Regions from separate parts of the Danio rerio genome. Here region 1 is linked to region 2. A link is a contact called in public HiCAR-type data. All regions are on one chromosome and are shown on one strand. Each heading gives the region's core, a stretch centred on a gene start, on an enhancer-like site or on the middle of the called end of the contact. The rest is flanking DNA. Distances are from core to core; before and after follow the strand shown.

Region 1 (4,378 bases), core at 775-3,274, 260 kb before region 2:
TTCTGCGACCTCATTTCTGCTTTTCATGGAAATCAAACTCTGCAAAATGTCCCATTTATAAACATACATGTTGTCGATTGCCCAGCCAGGCCCAAACAACACATACACTGCTGTCAGCTTCCTTTAGCAGGAATAATTCCACTGACAGACGTCTTGGTGGTTCAGAAACATCCAGATATAAACCCAAAAGCAGCGTGATTGGGAAGCTGAAGGTTTCTGGGTAGATCAAGCACTGTTCTGTGGTTTTGGAAAGGGATTTAGATGCCAAACGTGTTCTTATATGAAACCGTTTTCACATCTGCCCCACAGCTGCTGCTGCTGCGCTGGCCAGGGGTGCGAATGAAGATGAACAGCAAGGAGAAATGGTGGAAAATGGGCTGGGAAGGTAACATACGCTTAATAGAGTATAAATGTACTGTTGTAAATACTGTAAAGGCCAAGCGTATGGGCGCGGGACACTATTTATCTTTGTAACAAGAGAAAAACTACTGTGCACATAAAAGGTCAAAGTACATACTGTACATATGTGTTTACACAGTATTTAATAAAAGATTTAAATAACAACAGTGCTCCTATTAAAATGACCTTTATTCTAGTTTACTATTAGAATACTTCTTTTAAATATATATTTTTTTATTTGTATGTTCAGTTTACTTTTTATGTTCTTCTCTGAAATATACTTAATATTACAATCAGTATACTTGACGTTTTAGTGTATTTGGCCTATCCCTGTTCATTGACATATTCTTAATCAAAACTCTATGCTGAGTGACCTATTTTTTTCACATATATTAAATATTCATCTTCATAATCATCATTTCAGAGATAAGGCTTAAGGCTATTCCGAGACTAAACTGGATGTTTGAGCTGTCTAAACCAAAATGAACTTGCAGTGATAAATATTGAAATACATCAGTGCATTTGTTTTGTCTTGAGATGTACTCCAATAATGTATTTCTAAATTTTTTATTCATAAAAGCTGCCCTAATTTAACAGTTTTTCTTTGTGGAAAAACAAATATGCTACTGCATTGTAAAACCCAATTACTTTTTGAGGAATCCAACTGCGGTTAACCATTTAAGTTTTGCAAACTGGTACTATAATATATATGGGTTGATTTCAAATATTAAGAGTAGTAGTAATTTAAACATTTTAAGTTCAGTTAAGTTCACAGTCAAATCGATATAAGTTCAGTTAATAGAAGTCCAAACAACTATATAGCCACTCAAATGGTTTGGTATTGCTTCTAGCATTAGAGTTAACACAAACAAAAATATATAATAAATCAATTCATAACTCATTAGGCATGAGTTCTATTTAATGTAATCCGTTTATGAGTTACCATAACTCTTTTTCATTTAGTCAAATTTTAGTCAATTTTTTAAAATTATCAGTTAAACCAGCTTATTTCATTTAGTGATTTTTCACTGTTCAGGTTTTACAGTATACAGGTGTTCTTGCAGGCAGCATAGCCTTCAAATAATGATTAGTTAACTTTGCTAACTAATCTTTTTTCGCAATACCTAATTTGGTGCAAGGCACATTTGTCCTTAAACTAGTAACTCATAAGCTTTAGTCTATTTGTTGTAGTTTCATGTGCAAATTGGAACAACCTAAAGTACTTATTATACAGTATTTTGCCTGTAAAAGTTCATTACATCCTTGATTAGTGATATTACAGTGTAGTTTATTTGTATCACGAGTATATACAAATAAATTATGAGTTTATATATAGACCAAGTTTACTATTTCTGAGTAAAAAATATGCTGAGTGATCTTCAGCTTGCCTACTAAACTGCACATTTTATCTTCAATAAAACTATCCATGTATAACTATTAGGCTATTCTGGAGTTGTTTGAGGAGTTTCCCGCCATTTTTCGTTACCGTTTTATCAACGATTACAGGTAGGCTAAATGAAAAAAGGCAATGTAGAATTTTTAACAGCAGTTCTGATTGTGTCCAGCAGGTGCCATCTAAGCTCTATGTTCTTTGACACACTAGCCTGCAAACGTTCAGCTTGTAATGGGTTAACTTTCAACAGTGTTGTAATGCTAACCACAACTCAACAACACACTCAATGACTTGATAATGATAAACAGTCTTACTATCTAACCAGGGATCTTGTGAATCAAACCCAGGCACAAGGGAATCAGTTTAGAAAGCACATAAACATGTGGACTCACTGCTCCAGGATTAGCTGTTCCATTAGCAAAGGGCAAAATTAGCATCTGCAGAGTTTTGTGGTTGGTTTAGAGTGAAATATAATCTCAAGTGTACCTTGCACAATACAAATAATGAGACAAGGTGGTGCCTTTGTGACGTGTTTAGTTGGACATCTCAAATTTATGTAATCACATTCAGGCATAATTGCACTGAGAACATGAAATGCTTACCTATGTGATTTTTGATTACTGAAGCATACTCTAAACTAGAACGGCTCTGAGTTGTTGTAAATGACAGGTAGAGACATATTGGAATGCTGCTCAGTAGGTGATCTTAAAGTCTCAAGGTTATTGCAGTCCGGCACTGTGTGAAGAGGTGACTAGATGCATATCTCTGTCAGAATGAGGATGTATGTAAAAAAACAAAACAAAAAAAAAAAACAAACAAACATGATTTCAACCTTTACCTGTAATTGATTTTCCAAGTATTGAATGGGTAAAAAAGTCCCAATGGCTTTCAGTTCAGTATTTTTTTTTCCCTAAAGCACATTTTACAATAATTGTCACAAACAAGATTTACAAGGTTTAACACCTCCAGCTAGCAAACTATGGATGACAAAAGTGGGGGTAAAACGAGAGAACACTCAGTCTTTAAGGTTAGAATAAGGAAGAAAACTTTGTTACAGAACCCTTTTTTGTCATAAAAGTTATATTATAATTTTATGTAGTAGCACCTTCAAATAATCCACTATAAAAATTTAGATTATACTGTAAACACATACATTTTTTGTTATATTTAGTTTATTATAATTATAAAAACTATAAAAAAAACTATAATATATTTTATAATTATATTTTTTACCTTTATTATATAGTACAGTGAAGTTAAGACAAATACATAGGGAGAAAAAAGGAAGGAATGAACGGCAAAGCACCTTGAGCCGGGAATTAAACTCATTTCGCCATGAACACACCAGTACTATTTGTTGGCACACTTTACCTCTAGCATATTGGCACTGAATACACACATTAATTTATTTGGTATCACCTTGTATAATGAAAGAGAACAGCAAAGGTCTTAAGATGGAACATTGTTTCTTGTTTACACATACATGATGTAAACCAAACAAGTTCTGTCCATACTTTAAAAGCTAATACAACCCCCCTGGTTTCACTTGATTCCAAAATGTGAGTCAGAAACACTAACAAGAGGCACTGGTGGAACCCTTTCGCACTGATGGAACTTTTTCACAGTTTCTAGAACTAGTGGTGGAGAGTCACACTTTGTGACATGATTGCTTTGGAGCAGAGATGCCTAGGGCCCGCAGGCCAAAATTGGCCCATGGTAACCTTTGATTTGGCCTGCCATCCCATCTGAGAAGACAGTAAGAGTGATAAAAAAAAGTTTTTAAAAAGTGGGATAGAGGACAATGCAGAGGCTTTTGTGAGTAAATCAAGGCAAAGGAAGATTCTACTTGACTAATGTATAAAGCATTGAACTCCACTGTAGAGTTACTGCTTTGACATGACTGAGTTTCAATAGTCACATCAAAGCAGTAACTAAGTCAGCATACCATCATCTCAAAAAACATTGCAAGAATTAGATGCTTTGTTTCCAGTGAGGACTTAGAGATGTTCATGCTTTTATCAGCAGCAGGGTGGATATATATATATATATATATATATATATATATATATATATATATATATATATATATATATATATATATATATATATATAATTAAACTGCAATTTGCAATACTGTACAGTCTTGAATTATATAATATCAAAGCCATTTACTGTCTGTTTACACAAAAATGTCCACCATTCAGGGAGATTCTACCATGCAAAGCTTGATAAAAATGTGTACTGGGCTTTGGTGAAGACCATGAGGGGACAGAGCAAGACAGAAAAACAAACAACAAGTAGAAGACAAGCAGACTCAGACTCCATACATCAGTTTTGCTCCCCGACACTAACCACATCACTCATACTGATGAAGGAAATGAGGCTTTAAGAAAAAAAACAGCAAAATGGGATTCTGCAGCACTCCACTGTGTGTGGCGTGTGTATTTGTGTGCATTAGTACATACATGTGTGTGTGTGTGTGTGTGTGTTTGAGGCTGTCGTCAAGTGTGTCAACAACAAGCCAATGCCTGTCCATACATCTGCATGCCTGTGCTTGTGTGTATGCCGTGTGTGTGCATGTTGGCA
Region 2 (4,667 bases), core at 627-3,126:
TTATTTATTGATTTTATTTATTTTTATTTTGAATGTTTTGCTTGAATTTAAATGTATAATCTGTCAATTTCTAAATATGTTTGATGATTAAAATTGTATTTTCATAAATATATCTGTTTAATAAATCTGTTTTGTTTAAATGGACCAAAATACATTGCCTATATTGACTGGGAAATGGATACAAATATTCATCTTTAAAATGGGCTGCACTCACTTAATGTGTTATTATTGTATTGCATTGTTTTTTTTTTCTCTTCTTTATATTTTTTTAGTTTTATAAAATGCAAAAAGCTCATAAATAAACGTTTAAAAGATTAAAGGAAACTGCCAATATATTTAGTCAATGCAATCTTACTGCACAGGATCACTTGTAGAATGTGTATGCGAAAATATCACAGTTTTAATGAACCGAGAGAAAAAAAAAACTGTCAGATGTATAGAAGTGTGAGTTGCATGGTGTTGCTTGCTGTAAATCGCACATTTGAAATTCAAATAGCACTTACTGCTTTGCTTCTGCACATCAAACTATTGCCTGAATGCACAACTGTATACACAGAGGTGAACATACACGTGCACGGCATTGAGGAGTGCTCAGATCAGGGATAACACACATCTATATGTATTATGGCGGCTGATTATTATGCATGAACAATGACAGTGGTACCACTTACAAAATTTCAAGGGAATAGAATATTGTTGTCTGTCAGCACTTGATAATCATTTAAAATTTATAACTTGGACAATAATATAGCATGTCAAAGAGACAAACATGCAAAATGCTATGACATTACAATGAACAACAGCTGCACAACAGCATCAGATCTATGAAAATGACATGTATAATGTGTATGGTATGAGACTAACAGTTACATTCTAATATATGTAATAATAACAGTGATATATAGTCCACAGCATAACATTGAGGGGAAATTTGGACAAGAGTTCCATTCAGAAATTGGTGATTTTAATACAGGTTTGTTTAGTTGGTTACAACAGAACCAATACAGTTGCTCAACAAAGCTTTCTGGCAAATCTATTACCTGAAACTGTAGCCATGCGGGTAACACATCAAGGTGATGTTGGCATTTAAAATAATTCACCAGAATATTGTTTTGACTATTTCATGGCAAACCAGAGACTGAGGTGAAATCATTAATATTGACATACCTGAGGTCAGTGAACTAGATACGTTTTGTGCCCATCATCGGATCCCTCAAAACGATTCGATGAGAATCTAGCACCAATTAGCATCAACAACACATTCTCTCCAGTGAAAAGATGGGATATTGTGATGTTTTATGGTTCCACCACTGAACACTAGTGCGAAAACAATATAGTACTCATGTATGTGTTCATCTCGATGAGAAAAATAAATACATTTTAAAAAATGGAAGAAATTAATTTGTATGCAACATCACTCTTGATAAATTAAATGGAAAAAATATCCTGGAAGACAACTTTCATGCACGTCCAAGCACTGATTTGTTTTTCGAATAATTATAAAAACACCAAATTCAAGTACAAGGCATTGCTTTCAGGTTATACAGTGTATATATATATATTTTTTTTTTATCAATATATTATCGTGACATCTTAACTAATTTAAGATATTAATAAATAGCACATACTAGCATTCAGATGGTAAGCTTATCCTAACAGTTATTTGCTACTACATATACATACATAATGGAAACTCTTTATAATCTGAAAGGACTTTCCTTTCTTTTCTTTTTGTTAAAGCATTTGATAGATATATCTTTTCGTGATGTGTCTGCGTTCCTGTTTTTCACATTTGTTTGGTTGAGGGAACACAAGCCATTTGGCTTGTCCCCTCCCAGAGAGCGTCTGGAGTGGATGGACTGGTTTGGGAGGAGGCTGGAGGGTTCATTCTCTCTCATTTATCCACCGGGCACCACTCCTACGTACCTGAAGCGAGGGTAGCGTTGAGCACCGAGCTGACAAATGAAAGTCCTTCCATGTGTGCGAAGAACGCCAGCTGGACGATATATTAAATCAGAAAGTTCCAACTGTGTCCGGGCGGCTCTTTCCCTTGAAGTAGGTGGGAGAGAGACTGAGAGATGTGTGGATTAAGTCATGGGTGATGGGTGCTTTCGAGTATTGTGGGAAAAGGAAGGTGTCGATAGCATCCTCAATCCACTTTCACATAGCCGTTTGCGCTGGTGGCTCCGGCTCTGGCTCCTCTTCCTCTTCGTCCTCCTCTTCCTCCTCCGCCTCTATCCAATCGTTCTTCAGCCTGGCCCGATTCAGCAACCTCATCAAATCGCAACCGCAGTGTGTTGCGTATCACTAAACGCTCAACGATAAAAGAGGCACAGAACCACGGCACTGCGTACTCAGCCGTGATCAGGCCCATGAAGTTATATTTAAACTCTGAGTAGTCCCACGGACAGGCATTAAACTGGCGTAGCAGAAAACCAGTGCCAAACTCCCAGAAATAGGTCCAGAGTGTATAAATGATGCAGCGGAGCAGCACGTTACAGCGGTCCTTCAGACATAGATACATGCGCTCTACGATAAGGATGCAGGTCCCGTAGATGAAGAGCGCCCACACGCTGGTCACGCCAGGAAACTTCCAGTTACAGTTCACTACGAACTCCCAGGCGGCCGTGAACATGACTTCACAGAAGTAGCCGTGGATGGCGTAGAGGTACCACCGAGAGAGGGCTGTGAGGGGCTCGGGGGTTACTGTTGTTGCCATTGTGACCATCTTGATTTTGTTTTGATGTGTGGAGATTTTAGGCTTGAGGAAGTTAAAAAAACAACAACAGTGTTACAAATCTGCATGCGCTGTATACAAGAGCTATGTTCGGAACTGAATACTACTAGCAAAGTGCATTCTGTGTTGTGTACTGCATGCTGAAGTACAGTATTTTTAAGAGTATGTAAAAGAGCTGCATTTTTGGAGACAATCATCTGAGCCACAAATCTTGACTATTGACTGTGGAGCTGCTGGAAAATAGCATGATGACAAGCTGAAAAATGACTAGCGGCAACACACAAGATAGTAGTGAATTCTACTAGTGGTGTGTGGTGATTATGGTTTTTTGATAAATACCGTAATTGTAGGTTTAATAAAGTGTGAGGTGACGTGGGTAAAAAACAACAACAAAAAAAAAAACTGAAAAAAATCTGGAGAGTCTAAAAGCATTCATTGTGTGGTGAAGCTATTTTGAATTCATTATTGTAAACAAAGTTTGTGTGTCACCGAGCAACACTGCAGTGTTTTGTTCAACACAGGCTCATTGTGAAAACATACCACTATACATTTCTGGAGAGCGCAAATTATGTAGTCAGAGCTGCGTATGGCTGCATTTCGCCTTAAAAACGAACAATATGGAGCGGTATCATGCCACCAATGGCTTCTGTTTCATTTTGCGCAACCAGGTGACCACTTATCTATGGCCTTTCCCATGTTAACTGTCAGCGAATTTGAAATGCAGAGAGGAATTGACTGCATTGACGATGTTCGAGTCAGGCAAAAAAACAGAAAACAGGTAAATAAAACAAAAGACAAAAAAAATTGAGGGTGAGAACGTGGTAAGATCAGAAAACGTGGTAAAAAATCAGTCGGCCACAAGGGCTTTTCTTTGTCTGGATTGTGTTTAGGAATGGGGGTGATCGGTTTAATCTGTGCATTTGAAAACACTATCGGTTGGGTTTAGAGAAGGAGGGTTGGTCAGTCAGTAAATCAGTCCACAGTGGCCTCTGGTGGATTTACCTGAAAACAGTAGGCAAAAATGGCTCTCACGAGTGAAATTTGAGATGTGAAAAAGCGTACACAACGGCTTGCTTTGTTTACCAAATAAGTGGACTAATTGGATTTTGCATTGTAAACATTGAATAAAAGTTATTATAAAAATTTTTGTTAAAATTATTATTTTTTAATTTAATATATGAAGTCTTTAGTTATGATCTGCAGATTTTTTTACAAACTTCTCAGCAAAAAATGTCCGCAGATTCTGTCTGGCCCTACTAATAGGTAATTCGGTAATGACAGAATAGTGGATATAGCACATTGAATTAAAGTCATACTACTCCTATTCTTACTATATAGAACATACTTTTTTGACACTCAGTCAGTGTGTGATATCTGTTTATTTCAAATAAATCACAATGACAATTTGTAAGGAATCAGCCAATTGTTTGAATAAATAATTCAGTAAATTATTTGTTTAAAAAGGAACTTGTCACCACCTACTGGTAGTTTTATTGTAATATTTATTTAATCATGATCATCCAAAAACGCCCAAGAGCAGAACAAAACACTGCAAAATATGAATTATCATTATCAAAAAAGATTAGAAAGGGTAAAATAGATTCATGAAAGGTTAGAAAGATTTTATTTATTTCATGTATTAATAGAAAATGTACTTAGCAAATGTTCCTGGATTTGTTTGAAAGACACTTTAAAATGTTTAATGATACAGAAGTTTCAGTTTCAGATAAATATATATATTTTAGATATATTAAAATTGAATATATCTGAACATATATCTAAAATTATGGCTAATATATTTCAAAGTAGACGTACAGATTTGTAATTCTAAAGGTTAAAAAATTGTATTTGCAAGCTGACATTTTTCCAATGTTATTTGCATGATTTCAGAAAGAACATGTGACAGAAATAAAATGAAAAATAAAAATAA

The links. HiCAR-type assays count read pairs that join an accessible place to other places.
Region 1: a contact with region 2 is called in a HiCAR-type map of caudal fin, with 9 times the contacts expected there. The contact joins two enhancer-like sites. A contact is called at or near these places in 1 of 18 Hi-C or Micro-C datasets (embryo) and 1 of 4 datasets of contacts at active chromatin or transcription factors (caudal fin).

What each region holds. Positions count from the first base shown.
Region 1 is chr17:39,774,312-39,778,689 of GRCz12tu, reverse strand. All of the region lies in intron 2 of LOC103909058 (a long non-coding RNA gene), which reads right to left. Among named protein-coding and RNA genes, the nearest start is that of plekhh1, 24 kb to the left of the region's middle. Within about 2 kb of position 2,024, at least 23 of the 62 cell types and tissues checked have an H3K27ac peak or open chromatin away from gene starts, as enhancers often do. A contact at or near this core is called in caudal fin, where this site is marked.
Region 2 is chr17:39,513,915-39,518,581 of GRCz12tu, reverse strand. tmem229b (transmembrane protein 229B) reads right to left here. Exons shown (of 3, transcript NM_001076673.2): 3 at 1,562-2,761. The coding sequence starts at 2,719. The coding sequence ends at 2,150. Among named protein-coding and RNA genes, the nearest start is that of tmem229b, 24 kb to the right of the region's middle. Within about 2 kb of position 1,876, at least 3 of the 62 cell types and tissues checked have an H3K27ac peak or open chromatin away from gene starts, as enhancers often do. A contact at or near this core is called in caudal fin, where this site is marked.